Linked DNA regions of Mus musculus: regions 2 and 3 are each linked to region 1. Evidence: chromatin contacts called from public HiChIP or PLAC-seq data. All regions are on one chromosome and are shown on one strand. Each heading gives the region's core, a stretch centred on a gene start, on an enhancer-like site or on the middle of the called end of the contact. The rest is flanking DNA. Distances are from core to core; before and after follow the strand shown. Region 1 overlaps Frmd4b (FERM domain containing 4B). Region 2 has its middle 13 kb from the start of Gm52868. Region 3 overlaps Frmd4b (FERM domain containing 4B).

Region 1 (3,138 bases), core at 406-2,905:
GCTGTTTATACCATGGATTTAATATGTAGGGATGCTCCTAGCTGACCAGTCATTCAGCAACATTGAACAGAGCATCACCCATTTGCAATTAAGGGCAGAGCTGTTCATACTGAGGTACTCTACTAAATAGGGCTAGCAGGATTAGAAAATTGTCATGTTGATGTCCTTGATTGAATAAATGACCTTGGTCATGAATATTGGTTTTGTACCATAATAGAACAAACATCCTTCCAATGCAAGAACACACAGGCTATAGGATCTAAGAGACAATCCTGATTAAAGGATCCAGCCAGAAGCCAAGGCCTTCAGGAACCACAGTAGATGCCTTAGAAACACAGTCAGCAAGCTGGGTGGTCTGAGAATTGATGGGCTAAACAGCTCCACATCTTCAGTAAATAAATAACAATGGGGGTACCTATAGATTACCTAAAATCTAAGAGAAATGTGGGCCTGTGTCAAACTATGGTTTCTGTTTTTGGATATTATGTCCAACAAAGTGGGTTTGGGGAGGAGTGAGGCCACCCATGGTAGTATACACCCTTAATCCCAGCACATTCTGTAGGCAAAGACAGACAGATCTCTGTGAGGTCAAAGCCAGTGTTTCTACATAGATAGTTCCAGAATAGCTAGGGCTTATATAGAGAGATAGAGAGACCCTGACTCAGACAGAGAAGAAGAGGGAGACGGAGATGTAAGGCGAGAAGGAGAGGGAAAGAATTGGAAACAGATGCAGTCAAATACATTTATAATCCTAGTACTCCAGAGGCTGGGGCAGGGTAGTCATGAGTTTGAGGCCAAGTTGTACTACATAGTGAGACCTTGACCCAAAAATAAGCAAATAAGGAACATTATCAATCAATTGGAAATCTGAACTCTTAACAGATATGTGAAGATAGTGAGATTTTTTTTCTTTTAGTTATCTGGGTTTATATTTAAAAACAATGTCATGATCTTTTATATTGAAATCTTTACAGACAAAATTACCCAGAGTTGTAGATTTGGTTTACAATGACCCAGAGGACAGAAAGGAGGGAATAATAAAGAGAGTGGCTCTTAACCTTTCTAATGCTGTGACCCTTTAACACAGTTTCTCATGTTGTGGTGACCCCCGCCCCCGCCATAGAATTATTTCATTGCTACTTCATAACTGTAATTTTGCCCTATGAAGCGTACTGTAAGCATCTGATAGGCAGGATATCTGCTATATGACCCTGCGGGGGTCGAGAGCCACAGATTTGAGAACTACTGATTTAGATGTCTCAAGAGTGGCCAGATTAAAAGGTGTGTGCAGAAACGGATACAGTGAGTGATGCCAGTTCAGCCACTGTGTGTACCCTAAATAAAGTCTTCCTTCGTTAAAAAAAAATCATTTTAGATAGGAGTAACTCTAACTTAAGGCTAGCCTGGCTATATAGAGAAGACCCCTGTGTCAGAAGTAGAGGAGGAAGAGGAGGAGGAGAGGGGAGAGGAGGAGGGGTAGGAGAAAGAGGAGGGGATAGTTTTTTTTTTTCAAAGCACTGCAAATGGGCAGAGAAAGGGGAAACCGAAACAGAACAAAAAAAATCAGATTCTGCAGAAAGCCAGGAAGGAAGTGAGATTGAAGGCTGCGTGGAAGGTCATGCCACTTTCTTCGCATTGTCTGTGCAACCTCTGTGAAAGTCCCTGCTTGGGAATCCGGACCCTGGGTGCAGAGTCCGTTTTCTTACCCCCAGCTGGGAGGCTCCTAGCACTGAGTGCTCTGGGTCTCTGTCCCTGTGTGTGAAGTGGACTTCAAACACGGTGTTCAAAGGCCTCTTTGTCTTTATTTTTCCAAACATGAGGAAGTTATTAGATTTTACAGTTTGTGTCCAGTGCCGCACGTGCCTTTGGCCTCTTGCTGTAAGACAGTCCTGAGAAGCCCGGATGCCTGCCGCTCTCCCCCAAGCTTTTCACCTCGGCTTTTCCATTTGTGGTTAAGAAAGCAAGAACCCGCCCTGTGCAAGAAAGTTCCCTCTTTTTCTGCCTGGAGGAGAACATGAGTAACAGATTTTTCCATCGGAGCTGTTTTTCCTGGACACGGCGTACTGTCCAGTCCAACGGTTGTAGCATGTGATCGCAGGGAGACCTTAAATAAACTTTCAGTGTTATCAGCCCCAGTTTTAGGAACTTATGAATTCATTTTCTGTAGTTGGTGATTTTCCTTTTTAAACAGAAGTTCTTTTTCATTCAGTAGCTGCTGAGAGCTTCCCAGGTGCCATACTGCGTAGCCCTGAGCATAGTAGACACGCTTTATGCTCAGCCCACGTCCCTGCAAGCAGCTGCCTTGGGCAGGGTCCTTGGCCCTCATTTTTATCATGACTTGTGGTCATAGTCCTTGCCTCTCCTGCTCAGCACAATGCCAGGCAGAGAGTCCCTATGCAAAAGGAAAACACACAACTCCTTATTCAACAAGAGTCAAGCATGGCAGGACCTGTAACTCCCATATTTGGGAGGCAGAGGGAGGGAGGGTCACGTGTTCAAGACAAGACGTTTGAGACTCTGTCTCAAAAATACAAGGGCTGGAGATGTACTTGACAAGTAGAACATTTGCCCAGCCAACACACAGCCCTTAGTTTGAGCCCAATCAACACAAAATAATAACAATAGTATTAAGAAGTGTAATGGAAAAAAAAGAAGAAGAAGAAGAAGAAGTATAATGGCTGGGTGGTAGTGGAGCATGCCTTTGATTCCAGCACTTAGGAAGCAGAGACAGTCAGATCTCTAAGTTCAAGTTCAGCCTGGTCTACAGAGTGAAGTCCAGGATAGCCAGAGCTACACAGAGAAACTATCTCAAAGGGGGGAAAAGAGCCGTGGTAAAGAAGAAACACATCAAGCATGAGGTCCTAATGAGTCTGGGATCCTGTGCAACCACAATGCTAATCTGAACACCCATAATACCAGCTCTGGTGCCTGGCACCTTGTGAAGAACCAATGTCATAGTCCTTGTCATGAACGAAAACTTAAGAAATGAGCACTCCACGTGGTTGTCGATTGCCATCAATGAAGAACAGAAGACAGTATGTATGGAAGAGATGCTTGTCCCAGACAGTCAGGTTTCAGATCCGGTGGCTGCTTCTCTCCTCCAGGGCCACAAAGTCCAATCAGTTGAGGCTTGGACCA
Region 2 (3,138 bases), core at 475-2,974, 230 kb after region 1:
CTCCATCTTGGAACCACCCTCATCTTAAAAGAAAAACAGAAAGCCTGAGAACTTGACCTGCAGCTAAACCCAAGTACCAGGAAGGACCCCATGGCTTGCCCTTGGCCAGAGTTCCTCCCTAGCTTCTTCTTAGCAACAGTTAATCAAAGCTTAGTCTGATTGTTTCAGACGTACTTTCAGACCCTTCCTGACTGTATACCTTCTTGCTTCAGAGCACCCACCTGTTGGCTTAATATAGGCATTCAGTTAGATGCTTACCAGGATGGAAACCTGCCCCCCCACCCCCAGCTTGCTCCCATTTTCCTATAAAACCTTGTCTCAATGAGAGTTCAGGGCTGCTTTACATTGAAGTCGGCTCTTTCGTGGTCTTTTGGGGTTCATAAAATCTTCCTGGCACAACACTCCAACTATAAAATTAGTTTTATTGCTATTTTATAACTGTAATTTTGCTACTGCTGTGAATTGTAAAGTTAAACCTGTGTTTTTGGATGGTCTTGGGCCACCCCTGTGAAAGGCGTCAAGACCCACAGATTGAGAACCGCTGCTCTAGTGGAACAAACTAGAAACAGTTCATCGTAGGAAGAACAAATTATGAAAAAATTCTGGACTTTCTGGTTTGGTTTGGTTTTGGTTTTAAAGATAGAGAATACAAAAGTGGACACATTTATGTAGTTTTCAGCTAAGCAATTTTTAAAAAAATAGCCATCAGATAATAGCTTTGTTATCCCCTTCAAAAGTGTTATTTTTAGCTGTGTGTGTAAGAGCATGCACATGCATGTCATAGATAGGTTATGGTCAGAGGACCCCTCAGTGGAATCAGCTTTCCCCTTCCCCCGTTATATGGATTCCAGAAATCAAATCAAGGTCAAGGGAGACACACAGAGAGAAAGCAGTTCCCACTGTGCTCTTTGTTTATCTACGGTTTTAATTTGTTTTAAGAGGTAGGTAGTATTAGGGTCAGTGAGATGGCTCAACAGGTAAGCATGCTTGCTGCCAAGGGCTAACAACCAGAACGCACACAGTAGGAGAGAAGTGATTACCATACATTGTATTCTGACCTTCACATGAACAAAATAAATAAATGTAAATTTAAAAAATATGGTATTTATACACCATGGGTTTTTTTTTCCTGTTATTTTCTGTGATTGATGGTGTTCATTATCAACTTGACAGAATCTGAAATCACCTGGGAGACAGACCTCTGAGCATACCAGCTGAGAATTACCTTGATTACATTAAAGTGGGAAGATCCGCCCACTGTGGGTGGCACCATTCCCTAGATGAAAGTGGAGCTGGACGACAGCATGCACTCATCACTTCCTGCCTCTGACTGTGGGTGTAGTAAGTCTAGCAACTTTAGGCTCCTATTGCGTTTACTTTCCCACGGTGATAGACTGTACCTTCCTTGACCTGTAAGCTAGCATAAACCTTTTCTCTCTTAAGTTACTTTCATGGTGCAGGAATCTTTGTGGAATAAGCACCCTGACACCAATGAGAGTGGAAGAGAGGAGATGTCACTGGTAGACTGAAGCCAGGACATCTTGTGAAACGCCTCAGTCCTGGGTCCAGTTTGTATTCTCGTTTTAGACTCTGAAACAGCAACCCTGATTTTAGGAACTACATTAAAGGGTCACAACATTAGGAAGGGTGTGAACCACAGCTTTGAAACCACAAGGATGTACAGGGCAAACAAGCAAGATTTTACAGAAGTGCCAGTCAGCAGGTTGGTATGGACAATGCTCCCTTGTTTCAACTGTCTCTCCAGGTCATTCTGTTCCAGGCAGCAATGTAAGTAAATCACTAAACAGATCAATAAATCAGTGCCTAACAATTGGTCCTTTCTACCGTAGCCTCTTTCATTAGGCGGAGTATTTTATCACAGCACCAGGAAGGGAAACTAAGAAGTCATCTTTCTGGGCTTGATTACTGGCTGTTGGAAATTGCACTGAATACCTTTTTAAATTTCAAGCTATCGCTTCCTACAAATTCATGACAATTGTGTCAGAATATATGACATTAAAATGGATGGGGTTTGGTGCTGGGCACTCGCCTTTAATCCCAGCACTCCCACAGCAGAGGCAGGTGAATCTTGTAGACTCACCCTGGTCTACAAGGTGAGTTTCAGGACAGCCAGAGCTGTTACACAGAGAAAACATCTTGAACCCCCCTCCAAAAAAACAAATACAAAAACCCAAAGACCAAAACCCCAAAACAAAAAGTGTGTGTGTGGGGGTGTCTTAGTTAAGGATTTACTGCAGTGAAGAGACACCATGACAAAGGCAACTCTTATAAGGATGGCTTTTAATGGGGGCTGGCTTACAGGTTCAGAGGACCAGTTCATCATCATCAAAGTGGGAACAGGGCAGCATCCAGGCAGGCGTGGTACAGGATAGGTGAGAGTTCTACATCTTCATCTGAAGGCTGATAGCAGAATATTGTCTCCCAGGCAGCTAGCGTGAGGGTCTTAAAGCCCATGCCCACAGTGACACATCTATTCCAACAAGGCCACACTTTCTAACTGTGCCACTCCCTGGGCCGAGCACATACAAACCATCACAGGGTTTAAATGCATATAAACCCATAGCAAGTTTAAAAGATTCTGCCAAACTTCAGTTGTTTTTCTAGCTTCAAATAAACACCTATAATGGGTTTTATTAAACAGCTTTCAAAATACAAGGTAGAAGTATTAAGTTTTTTTTCAGTTTTTTTCCAGGATATTGCCAAGTTTTTGATATTTAGCACAGATATACATTGAATAAAGTCTCACTAAAATGCTTCCAATTTTATTCTTCCTACTTGGGTAATGCTACAGATTCTAAACCCTATCTGAAGCTCTGGGCTCAAGATAAGGCTTCATGTCGACTGAGAGGCTAAACCACAAGACATCAGAGCTGCCAGGGTGGTCATGGGCTATTTAGGACACACAGAAGGGCTTTGGAAAAGGCCCCACCAGTTATCCTTTCAATGTTAGGAAAACCTAAGTGTTTTCTATTTCACCTGTGAAATCACCCAACTGGCAAACACCCACATGTCATCTATTTCTTAATATATGAGCCATAAAGGGGTAACTGTAGTGCAATGCAAAGGCTCACGCCATCCTAACTCCAGTGCTATTTATGTAAGTGTATGGCCACCATG
Region 3 (3,138 bases), core at 348-2,847, 140 kb after region 1:
GAGACACTATCTCAAAAAAAATTAAAAGTAAGGGGGAAAACCTTATTTATGAAACTTCTATTCTCATCTCAAGTATAAGTGCAGCCGATGCACGGTGCCACCTATTACGATTTGATGAATCTGTATTGCTCACCGTCCAGTGGCCGTTGGTCTCGCCATGTACAGTGAGATAAAACCGACTCACGCTGTTCTGGGTGAGGCTCCCACTCTTCCTTTCTCCGCTCTGCTGCCATCCCTGCAGGCTGTCAGAGTGAAACAGTGGCCTCTTAATAACAAACTATGGTTAACTCACCTGCCTTATCACAACCCAGCATCACGGTTGAAAATAACTCTTACACATCCACCTGTCTTCTGCTGCGTTCTTCCTAAAGCAACCCTGGAAACTAACCTTGCTCTGTGTCTTCTGAGACTCCTTCTACCATCGAGCAATGCTCACAATCGTCCTTACGTTATGGAAGCCAAGGACCTTTCTTGTCCCCACTCCACGGTTGTGTCATTAACACGGATAATAGGAAAGGCTGCGTTGGGCAGAGCATGGCCTCCCTTCCCCTGCTCATCCCGCTCTGCTGGGTGAGACTAGTCGGGCTTTGGGGCTGCTTTGTTAGAGAAGCGTTAACAAAAGCCACAAGGCAGCCTCCAACCACCACATCCTCCTGTGTTTGTCATCAGCTGGCTGGCAGGCTCTTGTCAGCCCTGTGAACAACACTGGAGTAAGGAATGCTGCCGATCAGATCCGGGGCCTTGCAAAAGCCAGGCAAGCGCTGCTTCCCCAACCCTCTTGCCACCTTTTAAGCTTCCGCAAGTTCCATTATATGGAAACACATAATCTTTGTAACAGATTCTCTCTCACGATCCTCCCGGCCACCCTCCACCCAATTCCGAGATTACGGGTGCGAGTCAACACACCTAGCTACCAATTGTCTTTTGAAGGCCATTACAGCTTCCACTGTGGGTGGGGCAGTGGGCTTGGGGTACTGGGAATAATAAAGAGTCCTAGCCAAGCCACTGCCAGTCATGGTTTCTTAAGGCATAGCTCACCCATAGTACTATGTTTCTGCCCACTAGTCTGTCCTGAATTTTTACCTTTTTAGTAAAGAACACGCAAGAGTCTTGTTAGGTTTTACTCAACTTGTGTGCAAAATAGACCTTAGGCCAACTCACAAGTCAACCTATAATCACCTAGTACGGCCTGAGAAGTCCCAAAATTCTCACAACATTGGAAGTGTTTCTTTAAAGAGAGAGAGAGAAAGAGAAAGAGAGAGAGAGGGGAGAGAGAGAGGGAAAGAGAAAGAGAGAGAGAGAGAATGAATCTCAGCCTTCTTTCCACTCTCAGAGTTCTTTCTCCCCTCTCCTTAATAAATGTGGGTTTGCAGTGCATAAGAAACAAAAACAAGCCATCAGATTTTTTTCCCCCCACGTAATGGTGCGTCAGATTCTCACAGCAATGCTGAACTTCATTTCCTCGATAGTGCTCCTGATTCGCAAAAGCCTTCCCTCACATTCACAGCTCTGTATCCACTGCCTCAGGCCGATCACAATCAGGCTGGCTTCTTCCGTCCAGAGTCTAGACTAGGCCCAGCAGCCACGTCCTGTTATCAGGCTGCAGCTTTCCTCTTCCGTTTTCAACACTGGCTTCTCACTTCTGACAGGATGTTAGCTCTCTCCTTGTGGTGTCTCTTGCTTGCCCTCCTCTCCTCCGTCATTCCAGGGGTCCACTCTAGGCTGTGGTTTGCACCCTGCTTTCGTTTGTTGAAATCTGATGGTGGATCTTGCTTTCTGTAACCTGTTGATTTGAGCCGGGGACAGGAGTGTGTTCTGCAAGGCCCTTTCCCGGCCAGCTTGCACACGCTAAAAGGATGCATAGTTTAAAGGGTTGTGAGCACCCACACAAAAGAAGGCTCATGCTTCAGCATCTGGGCAGGCAGCAAGTTCTCCAATGCCCAGGAAAGAATCGAGGTCATGCTGACAAATTAATGGCCGTGTGCCTACCTTGTTGATGGAAAAGCAAACCAGGAGAGAGACGGACCAAGAATCAGAGACTTGTGCCAAAAGGCTGGTTTTAAAAGGGGTTGTTTAAGGCCTGTTGGTAAAGGCCTGCTAGCCCTTTTAGATAATGTCTGTTAATTATTGCCTCTAGATGTTGGGGCCATGTTTGACTTACTACCAGGGCACTAGCAAGCATTCTTCATTTATTCTAGCTTTAAGTTTTTGTCACTCTTGGGGTTGGGCAGGGGTCCAAGTGGTTTTCCATCAGTGAAGCACCATGACGCAGCCCAAGAGTTGAGGGGCCATCCTCCATCCTGGCCCTGATGTCTATTGTCTCTGTGATCTTGGTTCTGTGTATGGAGTTGTGTGTGAGAGGCAGGCAGATTTCTGAGTTCGAGGCCAGCCTGGTCTACAGAGTGAGTTCCAGGACAGCCAGGGCTATACAGAGAAACCCTGTCTCGAAAATTCGAAAAAAAAAAGGAGTTGTGTGTGTTTGTACAGATATCTGTGAGTATTTTTGCCATGCGGAGTCTCCAACCACAGAGACTCCAGCAGGCTTAGCAAGCACTCTCCCACTGAGCTATATCCCTAGTGCTTATTTGCCTTGCGTTCCTCGGTACAGTTTTCATCTCTTTAAAGGTGTCTTCCTCATCTTGCACAACTGTAATCCCACTAGCTGAAGGGGAGGGTGTGAGAACTGAATGAGATTATATTCTGGCCCCGTGCCTGATAAACAGCTATCACCAGATAAAGAAAAATCATTCCTCGGGAGGGAGGGAGGTAAACAATTAAAGAGAGCATGTGAAATATTTTTATACCGACAGGGAAGGGTATTGAAAGCAATCCTGGGATACTAGAAGTTCCTGTTTTCAGTCCCTATTCCCTACTGGTAAACCCTTTTTTCCCTGTGTGTTACCCATAATACATGAAGATGTGCTTGCTATTTATGAGAAGAAAAATCATTAATGACTTTATGACAGGTTCTCACATACCCCCAGACCGGTCTTGAACTTGCTATATAGGCAAGAAATCTTGAATTTTTGATTCTTCAGCCTTCAACTGGGGTTACAAGTGTGCATGACTGGGCCCTGTTTATATGAGGCTGAGGCTCAACCCCAAGGCTTTATGCACACAAGGCAAGTATCCTACCAA

The links. HiChIP or PLAC-seq counts read pairs in DNA pulled down with a chosen protein or histone mark.
Region 2: a contact with region 1 is called in an H3K4me3 HiChIP or PLAC-seq map of bone marrow-derived macrophages, with 3 times the contacts expected there. The contact joins two enhancer-like sites. A contact is called at or near these places in 3 of 115 datasets of contacts at active chromatin or transcription factors (bone marrow-derived macrophages, memory CD8 T cells and microglia) and 2 of 9 other capture datasets (adipose tissue and embryonic stem cells).
Region 3: a contact with region 1 is called in an H3K27ac HiChIP or PLAC-seq map of microglia, with 7 times the contacts expected there. The contact joins two enhancer-like sites. A contact is called at or near these places in 2 of 115 datasets of contacts at active chromatin or transcription factors (memory CD8 T cells and microglia) and 2 of 9 other capture datasets (adipose tissue and liver).

Annotation. Positions count from the first base shown.
Region 1 is chr6:97,462,863-97,466,000 of GRCm38.p6, reverse strand. The region is part of intron 1 of Frmd4b (FERM domain containing 4B); the gene reads left to right. Among named protein-coding and RNA genes, the nearest start is that of Frmd4b, 23 kb to the left of the region's middle. Within about 2 kb of position 1,655, at least 108 of the 459 cell types and tissues checked have an H3K27ac peak or open chromatin away from gene starts, as enhancers often do. A contact at or near this core is called in bone marrow-derived macrophages, memory CD8 T cells and microglia, where this site is marked.
Region 2 is chr6:97,233,622-97,236,759 of GRCm38.p6, reverse strand. No RefSeq gene overlaps it. Among named protein-coding and RNA genes, the nearest start is that of Gm52868, 13 kb to the right of the region's middle. Within about 2 kb of position 1,724, at least 18 of the 459 cell types and tissues checked have an H3K27ac peak or open chromatin away from gene starts, as enhancers often do. A contact at or near this core is called in bone marrow-derived macrophages, where this site is marked.
Region 3 is chr6:97,319,825-97,322,962 of GRCm38.p6, reverse strand. All of the region lies in intron 11 of Frmd4b (FERM domain containing 4B), which reads left to right. Among named protein-coding and RNA genes, the nearest start is that of Gm32191, 68 kb to the right of the region's middle. Within about 2 kb of position 1,597, at least 61 of the 459 cell types and tissues checked have an H3K27ac peak or open chromatin away from gene starts, as enhancers often do. A contact at or near this core is called in memory CD8 T cells and microglia, where this site is marked.